2 separate regions of the Mus musculus genome follow, and region 1 is linked to region 2. Evidence: chromatin contacts called from public Hi-C data. All regions are on one chromosome and are shown on one strand. Each heading gives the region's core, a stretch centred on a gene start, on an enhancer-like site or on the middle of the called end of the contact. The rest is flanking DNA. Distances are from core to core; before and after follow the strand shown.

Evidence for each region. Hi-C and Micro-C count contacts between places; a contact is called where the count stands out from the background.
Region 1: a Hi-C map of the CH12 cell line shows a contact between it and region 2, with 2.2 times the contacts expected there. The contact joins two enhancer-like sites. A contact is called at or near these places in 1 of 39 promoter capture datasets (the 3T3-L1 cell line), 1 of 15 datasets of contacts at CTCF or cohesin (the NIH/3T3 cell line), 32 of 484 Hi-C or Micro-C datasets (the AML12 cell line, the C3H10T1/2 cell line, the CH12 cell line and 25 more) and 1 of 115 datasets of contacts at active chromatin or transcription factors (forebrain).

The regions. Positions count from the first base shown.
Region 1 is chr2:52,828,071-52,832,267 of GRCm38.p6, reverse strand. No RefSeq gene overlaps it. Among named protein-coding and RNA genes, the nearest start is that of Fmnl2, 28 kb to the left of the region's middle. Within about 2 kb of position 1,492, at least 8 of the 459 cell types and tissues checked have an H3K27ac peak or open chromatin away from gene starts, as enhancers often do. A contact at or near this core is called in the CH12 cell line, where this site is marked.
Region 2 is chr2:52,770,594-52,775,047 of GRCm38.p6, reverse strand. No RefSeq gene overlaps it. Among named protein-coding and RNA genes, the nearest start is that of Stam2, 31 kb to the right of the region's middle. Within about 2 kb of position 1,982, at least 5 of the 459 cell types and tissues checked have an H3K27ac peak or open chromatin away from gene starts, as enhancers often do. A contact at or near this core is called in the CH12 cell line, where this site is marked.

The sequences.
Region 1 (4,197 bases), core at 243-2,742, 58 kb before region 2:
AGCTACCAGGCCAGACAATAAGTGTTTGTTTTTTTTAACATAATATTTTTATTGAGTAATTGGAATGTCACATAGTACACCCATCACCCTTACTTCCCAGTCCTCCCAGGTCTCCCCCTACCTTTGTGCCCTCCAAAAGTTCAATCTGTGTTGCTTATATAGTCACTGGAGCATGGTTAAACTCTTGGTGGGCAGCCCCTCAAAGAAAAGTAATTCCTTCCTCACCCTATTCTTGCCAGTATCCACTTATTGTGGAGAGCTACACTTAACATCTTTAACATAATTCTTAAGAGTTTTCTTGGCTAGCTTCCTGTCTAGGTTGTTACTTTTGCGGGGAGAGTTACACTGAAGCCTTCTATGTCTCTCATTCTCAACTGTGTCTGCAGTCATCCACACCACTGCAGAGGAAGCTTCCTTGCCTTTTACAAGTCAGAAAGAGCATGGACCATGGACTTCCTCATGGTATCTGGTGACAACATGACACCACAGACGAGGGCCATTAATATGGCTTCAGGTGGCAGCACAGACCACAAACATTAGCATGGTCTCTGGTGGTAACTCAGGCCTCAGACATCAACATGGTGAAGTTTCTCTCCTCCCACTACTCCACTCCTCAATCCTTCATTGCAGTGGCACTAATTGCAGTGACATTGGAAACTGCAGTGCATTAGCTGCAGTGGCACTGGAAACTGCAGTGCATTTATTGCAGTGACACTGGAAACTGCAGTGCATTTGTTGCGGTGTCACTGGAATCTGCAGTACATTCATTGCAGTGGCACTGGAAACTGCAGTGCATTCATTGCAGTGTCACTGGAAACTGCAGTGCATTCATTGCAGTGTCACTGGAAACTGCAGTGTGTCACTCAGTATATATTTTTTGCTTGCACAGTGCTACCTGCAATACTTACTGCCAGTTGCTCTGGTAGTTTAAGGCCTCTGGTCTCTGAAGTATCATAAACACCAGACTACTGCTGAGATGTCTTCAACCACAGCCATGCTTCAGGTTTTCATTTTTGGAGGCGATGATATGCTCCCAGATCTGCAGCACTGGCTCCTCCCAGCCAGCCAGCAGCTCACAGATGCAGAAAGTCTTGGGATTGACCAGCTAGAAACACTGGATCTGGACCCAAACGGCTGCTGAGTTGCTCAGCTCCTATGTGGTGGGCCCTTCTGAGGGCCAATAAATGCTTTTTAGAAAGAAAAGGATATAGGATTTTTTTAATGTATATTTGAGTTAGAGGTGTTTTGTGTTTGTTGTGAATAGCATAAAAATTGCGTTCTAACTATTATTCAGTTTAAAGAAAAAAACCTAGTGAGTGAAGTCAACACACATCATCCTGCTTTTTCCCACAACTTAATTTATTTTTATTTTTATTGTTATCATCATCATCATCCTTGTAGGAGATGTGAGTGTGGGTGTACATATGCTGTGCATGTAGAGGTAAAGGAACAGCTTTCAGGAGTCAACTCATACTGTCGTCGACCTTATGAAGCAGGGTCTACGTGTTCCTGCTGCTGTGGAGTATACTCCCTGCCTGCTGGGCTGTGAGCTACTGGACGGTTTCACATCCTCATCACCCATTTCACCAGAGCACTGTTGGGATCACATCTGCATGCCACTGCTTTTTGATGTAGGTTCTGAGGATTGAACTCAGAGATTAACTCAGCTCCTGAGGCTCATCCAGCAAGAGCTTTTACCCACTGAGCCACTGAGCCACCTCTCAAGCCCTCATCCTGTCTTACTTTTGTATTGGTTGCAGTTTTTTTTAAAGTGAATGACCATTTATTTATTCGTACTGCAGTTACTTGTTTGTGAACCACAAATGGAGGTTGACTATTAATTTTTATACTTTAAGGCAGGGCATAGTGGTATTTACCTTTAATCTTAGGAGACAAAGGCAGGCAGATCTCTATGAACTTGAGGCTAGCATGGTCTAGACCATTGAGTTTCCAAACCAGCCAGGGCTACACAGTGAAACTTGTCTAAAAAAAAAAAGAAGGCAAATGTAAGACATCAGCAAAAATCAGTGAAAACATAAAGAATTAAGGTTTAACAACTCTCTGTGTGTGTGTGTGTGTGAGAGAGAGAGAGAAAGAGAGAGAAAGAGAGAGAGAGAGAGAGAGAGAGAGAGAGAGAGAGAGAGGAGCAGGGGACTATTGGGAGGAAGAAAAGAACCTGAGGAAAGGTTTATCAGTAAGAACAATGTGTGTGTATGTGCACATGCATGCGTGCATGAGCCCACATATGTTGTATATGTATGAATATGAGCAAAGTACAATAATATACATGTATGAAAATATCATAGTAAAACATATTACATCCAGTAAAGTATTCTATAAATTAAGACAGCTATATGGAATTAACTATAAGGAAATCTGTACTTTTTGTTATAATTTAGAAATTATACACTACACATAATCTTTGCCAGGAAAACATAAGCCACATGTTTGTGCATGTATATTCCCACATAATTTTTCCCAGAGAATGGGTTACTAAGCATTCACCCCATTCACCCGATCCATTGCTTTTTAGTCATTGAAGCCTTTCCCCTCTGTCTCCATCTTGACAGTGCTAGGATAATAGGCATTTACCAGCATATCTGCCTCTATGTAAGTCTTTATTTCACACTCCGTTTTGGGGTTCCTTCAATTTAAGACAATCATAATCAGATATGGTTCAAAACTTCAGAGTCTCAGAATGAGAATTTGGAGCTAGTAGTAGGTGTTACCAATAAGAAGGCAATAAGGAGGGTATTGGTGGTAAACCATGCTATGTAGTAATACCACGAGTAGTAAGAGTCTCATCGCTGGTAACTGGAGTAAAGTTTCACATGGAAGCTGCTGCAGTGGGTAATGTGGGCAGAAGGAACAGTACCAGGTCACTGTCTGGACTGTGGAGTTACAGATCCTGCTTCTTCACATTCTTTTCATAGACCTTGAATTGTACTTAAGGGGTTCAAAGGTGAGGGAGCCCAAGGGACTGCAGACACACTTGGTTCCAAGGTTGCTCTATATAAAGACAGAATGTATTTACAAAGCTTTATACCTTATGTATCATTGACTGAAGCCAAATGTCTTACAATCAAATGCCTGAATGGATAAATGCCCAAAGAGTGCCCAGGTGCATCGATAAGATTACCAGACTGTCCTGGGTGATAAAACAAATAACTACAAGGATAGATCAGCTCGGCAGAGCATCCTGTGTTGGCTCAGTTGGCTCATCTTATCTTTTTCCCTTCTTCCAATGTCTTGCTCTCATTTCTGCTATTGAACCTTTGTGTCAGGTTCTTCTCTCCAAGGGAATGTGGGGAATGAGAAGCTAAATCAGACACGGGTCTTATCTCATCTAGGACACACACCAAAACCAAAAGATGTGTGAAGGAGGCTGGGAGCCTACAGAAGTCAATTGATCAAAGGAGGAGTTTGTATGAAGGTCTAGCCGTAGGGAGTAGTTAGTCTATTCCAATTACGGAAGAGCAGTGGAGTTAAGTAGAGAGTGTAGATGAGGAAGACAGCAGGAGATGAGGCTGGAGAGTGAGCAGGAATTTATATTTCCTTAGTACAATTCTGTCACCAGGGAACATAGCTACCAAAGCCACTATGCTTCCCCTGGCCCTCTTTGCAATGTTCTTAAAGTTAGGTTCACAGTGAAGTAAACAAATGTTGGCTCATATTCCATTCTGCCATTCATGGGATGTGTTCTGTTGGCCAAATTATATAATCTCTTAGGGAATATAAAAACAGTAAATGTATAAATGCTCAATGTAAAATGTGTGATGCGTCTGTGACCATTACTAGACTTGGAGTATGAAAAAAAATCATGAACATAGTCTAGGTTTTACAGATAAATTAAGAGCTCGAAGCATTGTCAGAGGCAAACAGAAAATAAGTCCACTGATGCCCTGCTTTTGCACAAAGCATAACCATAAAATCACAGAGCTAATTAACGGTGGGGGTTAAGAAACAGTCAAGCATGATCTTAGAGCTGAAGGAACCCCAGCCCAAAGCCACAAGAAGAGGAAGTGTTGCTCCATACTGATAAAGTCAAAGTAGGTAATAAAACCAGAATTTTCTTCCAGAGAATTAAAGCTTCTGTCTGTTTTCAGTGGTGAAAAGCAGAGAAGAAAACAGAATTAGAACGGATAAAGTAGTTCCAATCTACGTTGTCAGAATTAGGTAACCAGCATTAGTTCATCC
Region 2 (4,454 bases), core at 733-3,232:
GAGCAGTAGGAGGCATTCCTTGTTCTCTGCCTCCTCTATGTAGATGCTGTGACCAGCTGCTTCCTGTCCTGCAGCCACACCATCCCTGCCCATTGCCACCTTGTACTCCCTGGGACTGTATTCATTGTATTCCTTGGAACTGTAAGTCAAAATAAACCCTTTGTCTCTTAGGTTGCTTTCTTTTGTGTATTTTATCACAGCAACAGAAAACTAAGACAAATATTATAACTTACTAAGTTAAGGAAATCCTGTATGTTCTTAATACTTTGTTAACTCTCAGTTACTATGCCTGCAAAAGTTCAATGAAAAAGACAACAGTATCTGAAGTATTCTCAAGAGGCTAATAGTAGAGAAGAATGGAGACTCAAGATGAGAATGACATTCAGAGAAGAGAACAGACACTTGTGTGATTATGTAAATGGTAACAAAGTAACCCTTCCTTAATTAGCATAAGTTGCAGACTGAGTAAATTACCCATTCAGTGTAAATGAGCTGGCTGGGTAACTGGTATACATGGCATTCAGCTACTCTGTACGTGTTTGATTCCATTTTATTTTTAGTCAAGAATAGAATAAAATGCACAACATGTGATATTTTTAACCTAGTCTTTGAGGGAAACAATTAACTCAGAAATAACAATAAAATGGTAAAATAAAAGATATAAAAATAAGCTGCAGTTATTTAAGAGTTTGATTACCTAAATGAGTCACTGACCTCTGAAATATTTTTTTTTTGTCTAATAAAATTCTCTTGATTTCAATAAAATTCTCTTGAATTAATTCAAATTTGTCTACATATCAGATGGATTCAATCTCTCTGTATTTGGACTATGACTAATTGGGGAATTGTTTATTATTTTATTAAAACTCTTAATGTTATCTTAATTCTTACCTATATTTTTGTTTATTAAAGATCTGTTGTCTTTTATAAACTTTACCTTCTTTCCAGAAAATGCTGAAATGTTAGAAATATTTAACACTTCTCCCTTCTCCCTTTTAATACACAATTGTTTAGAATCTCCTCAGATGTTAAAAATAAAAGGCGATTAGTATCATTGTCTGCACAGTAAACACTCATAGGTTTCTGATTGTTTTTATTTTATCCCTTGCACTATAGTCCATACCTCTGCTCGTCCCCTTAAACAGCACTCTAGTGAGCTCTGCAAGGGACAAATTCTCTTAGGTCCTGCTTGTCTGGAATGTTAGCTCTCTTTCATTTATTGAAGATATCTTTCACTGCACATAGATTACTACCTTGGTCATCCCCAGCCAAAGGCATTTAAGTTATCAAACCATGTTTCCTGGTTTTCTTTGTTTCTGATGGAACTTTGCTCATGGTCTTAGTGACCTAATCATATGTCCTATAACAATGTATCAGGTCAACTACAAACAGCTTATGTGATGTTATTGTGAGATGCTCATGGTCTTAGTGACCTAGTCATATGTCCTATAACATTTGACTTCAGCTTTCTTTTTCTTTTGAGATTATAATTACATCGTTTCTCCCTTTCATTTCCTTTCTGATTTTAGTTTTCTGTATGTTTGTTTTGTTTTTAGAAAAAAAAAGTTTCAAAAGTAAAAACTAAAAATTAAAAATACATAAAAGCTTACAGAATAAAGATATAGATGAAACTCTTAAAGAATTAATAAAATGTTACAAACCCACAAACATGATTTAAACATATGTTAATTTTTATGTACAATATGTCTTGTGTTTTCAGCTAAATACAAGAACTTTTTTTTTAAATTAAGGAGATTTATGGAGTAAAAATGTTATAGTAAACTAAGGCTAGCTTGTCATCTTCATAAGGACCTGTGACTGAGAACAGTAGGGATAACAAAAGACAGAGAGAGAGAGAGAGAGAGAGAGCACATCTGGGGTTGTGAAGGACTTAACAGGATCACAGAAAAGCTTGCAGAAGCAGAAAGGCTGTGAAGCCTCAGCGCCCCCCCTCCCCCCCTTTCTCCGCAGAATCTCGTGTCTCTGAGCCTGTACATCCTCAGAGCTGGTCCATGCTTAGAGCTTCATCACACCAGCAATGCTTGGACCCGTACACTGTGCACCCCACTCCCGGCCCCTGCCTCCACTTTGGCAAAGCTAACTTCACTTTGAATTTCTTCACTGATTTCTGGCTGGCAGGGTTCCAGCAGTTGGGGACAATGGGTTCTGTACATTTAATCTCACAGTCTCATCAGCAGCAATCAGTCAGAACTGATCAAGACTCAAAAAAAAAAAAATCTATGAATCCTGGGATAGAGGGAACTTAAGGGGCAATAAATAGCACAGAAAAGTTATGCAATAAAGTTACAGAAGAAAAGTTCCCAAATCGAAGGGAGGGTATGAGCATCCAATGAAAAGAGACATTCAGAACTTCAGAAAGGGGCTGGAGAGATGGCTCAGCGGTTAAGAGTGCTGACTGCTCTTTCAGAGATCCTGAGTTCAATTCTCAGCAACCACATGGTGACTCACAGCCATCTGTAATGGGATCTGATGCCACCTTCTGGTGTGTCTGAAGACAGCTACAGTGTACTCATATACATAAAATAAATAATTAAAAAAAAAAAAAGAACTTCAGAAGGCTAAATAAGAAAGGAACCTCTCCAGGACACATTACGTAAACACGCAGACTGCATAGTAAAGAACAACATTAAACACTGCAAGATCAAAACACCAGCTTGTAAGCAGAACTTATTAGAATAGTATCAGATGTTTCAGCACACACCCAGAAGGGCAGGGAAGTGTCAAACAATGCATTTCAGGCCTTGAGAAACAACTTCCCAGCTAAGGTTACCCTATTCAGTGAAGTTATTAAAATCAATGGAGAAATAACAACCTCTCAAACACAAATTACAGAATCCTAAACCCAGGGGAGGAAGAAAGACAGTCACAAGTGTGAGAACTCAGGGAAGGGAGCCACTAAGCTATCCAACCTCTGAGATGAGTGGGAAAGAAAAACCAGCAAATAATGTTTGAAACCACCAGGAAAGGAGAAATAAAACAAAAGCATTTAGCTATAACCCTAAATGTAAATGTTCGCAACTTTCCAATTAAAAAATGAAGACTGGCTGACTTGATTACATGGTAGTAGATGCTTTTCAGGCAGATGGATCTTGCTGAATTTAAGGCCAGGCTGGTCTACATAACAAGTTCCAAGCATGTCAGGGCTACTCAGTGAAACCACGTGAAAAGAAAAAAGAAAAGAAAAGAAAAGAAAAGGAGAGAAAAGGAGAGAAAAGGAGAGAAAAGGAGAGAAAAGGAGAGAAAAGAAAGGAGAAAAGGGGAGGGGAGGGGAGGGGAGGGGAGGGGAGGGGAGGGGAGGGTAGGGAAGGGAAGGGAAAAGGAAAGGAGATCCTGGCCTGGCAAGATTGATCAGTGGGTGAAGGTATTCGCAGAAGAAGCTTGGTGACTTGAGTCCATATCAAAGTAGGAAGTGAACACTCACTCTACCCAGATGTCCTCTGATCTACACACACACCCTACACACACTGTGTACACACACACAATAACAATAAAAATGAAAACAAACAAACAAAAAAACCCTATCAATAGTAAGATCCAACTGTCTGTTGTTTTCAAAGCACACTACCAAAGGCCCATATGTACTCAGTGAAAGAGTAGAGAATAACATATGAGGATATGAGCAGAGCCTCGAGCAGGAGTAGTTATATTCATATTTGACAGTCACAAGCCAACCTTCGCTAGGAGAGATAAGAAGCTCACTGTACTAATGAAGGGAGCCATCCACTAATTACAACGGCATATGCATCGAGCACTGGTGTTCACAATGTCCTAAGGCAAACACTACCAAACAAAGGAACAGAGAGAGGTCCATATGTAATGACGGTGGGTGGCTTCAGTACTCCACTCACTAATAGAAAATACAGGCAGAAATAGACGAGAGAAATTGCACCATAGATGAAGAGGAGTTATCATATCTGTAAACTATTCCATCCAACAGCTATGAGAGACACTCTTGTTAGCAGCCCATGGAATCTTTCTAACACAGATCACATTTCGGACCACAAAACAAGTCTTAACAGATTAAAAAAGAAGTTGAATTTTTTTTAAATCTTTTCAGATCAAAATGAATAAAACCAGAGCTCAATAGCAAGATGAAATACCGAACATGTGCAAATATGTGGGGATTGAAGAATATACCTTTTTTCTTTCTCACTATGCATCTCTATCTGGCCTGGAAACTCACTATGTAGACCAGGCTGGCCTAAAACCCACAGATATCTGCCTGCATCTTTCTCACAAGGGCTGGGATAAAAGGCACATATCACCATGCCCAGCAGGACAGTAACATTTTCAGAGGGTGTAACCAGAGAGGAAATTAGAAAGATTCACAAATGAAATAAAAATGAAAGACATGTCAGAACCTTTGGAATATGACAGAGTCAGTTCCTAGAGGGGTCAACAGGGTCATAAGAGTGTCACCTGAGTGTCATCTC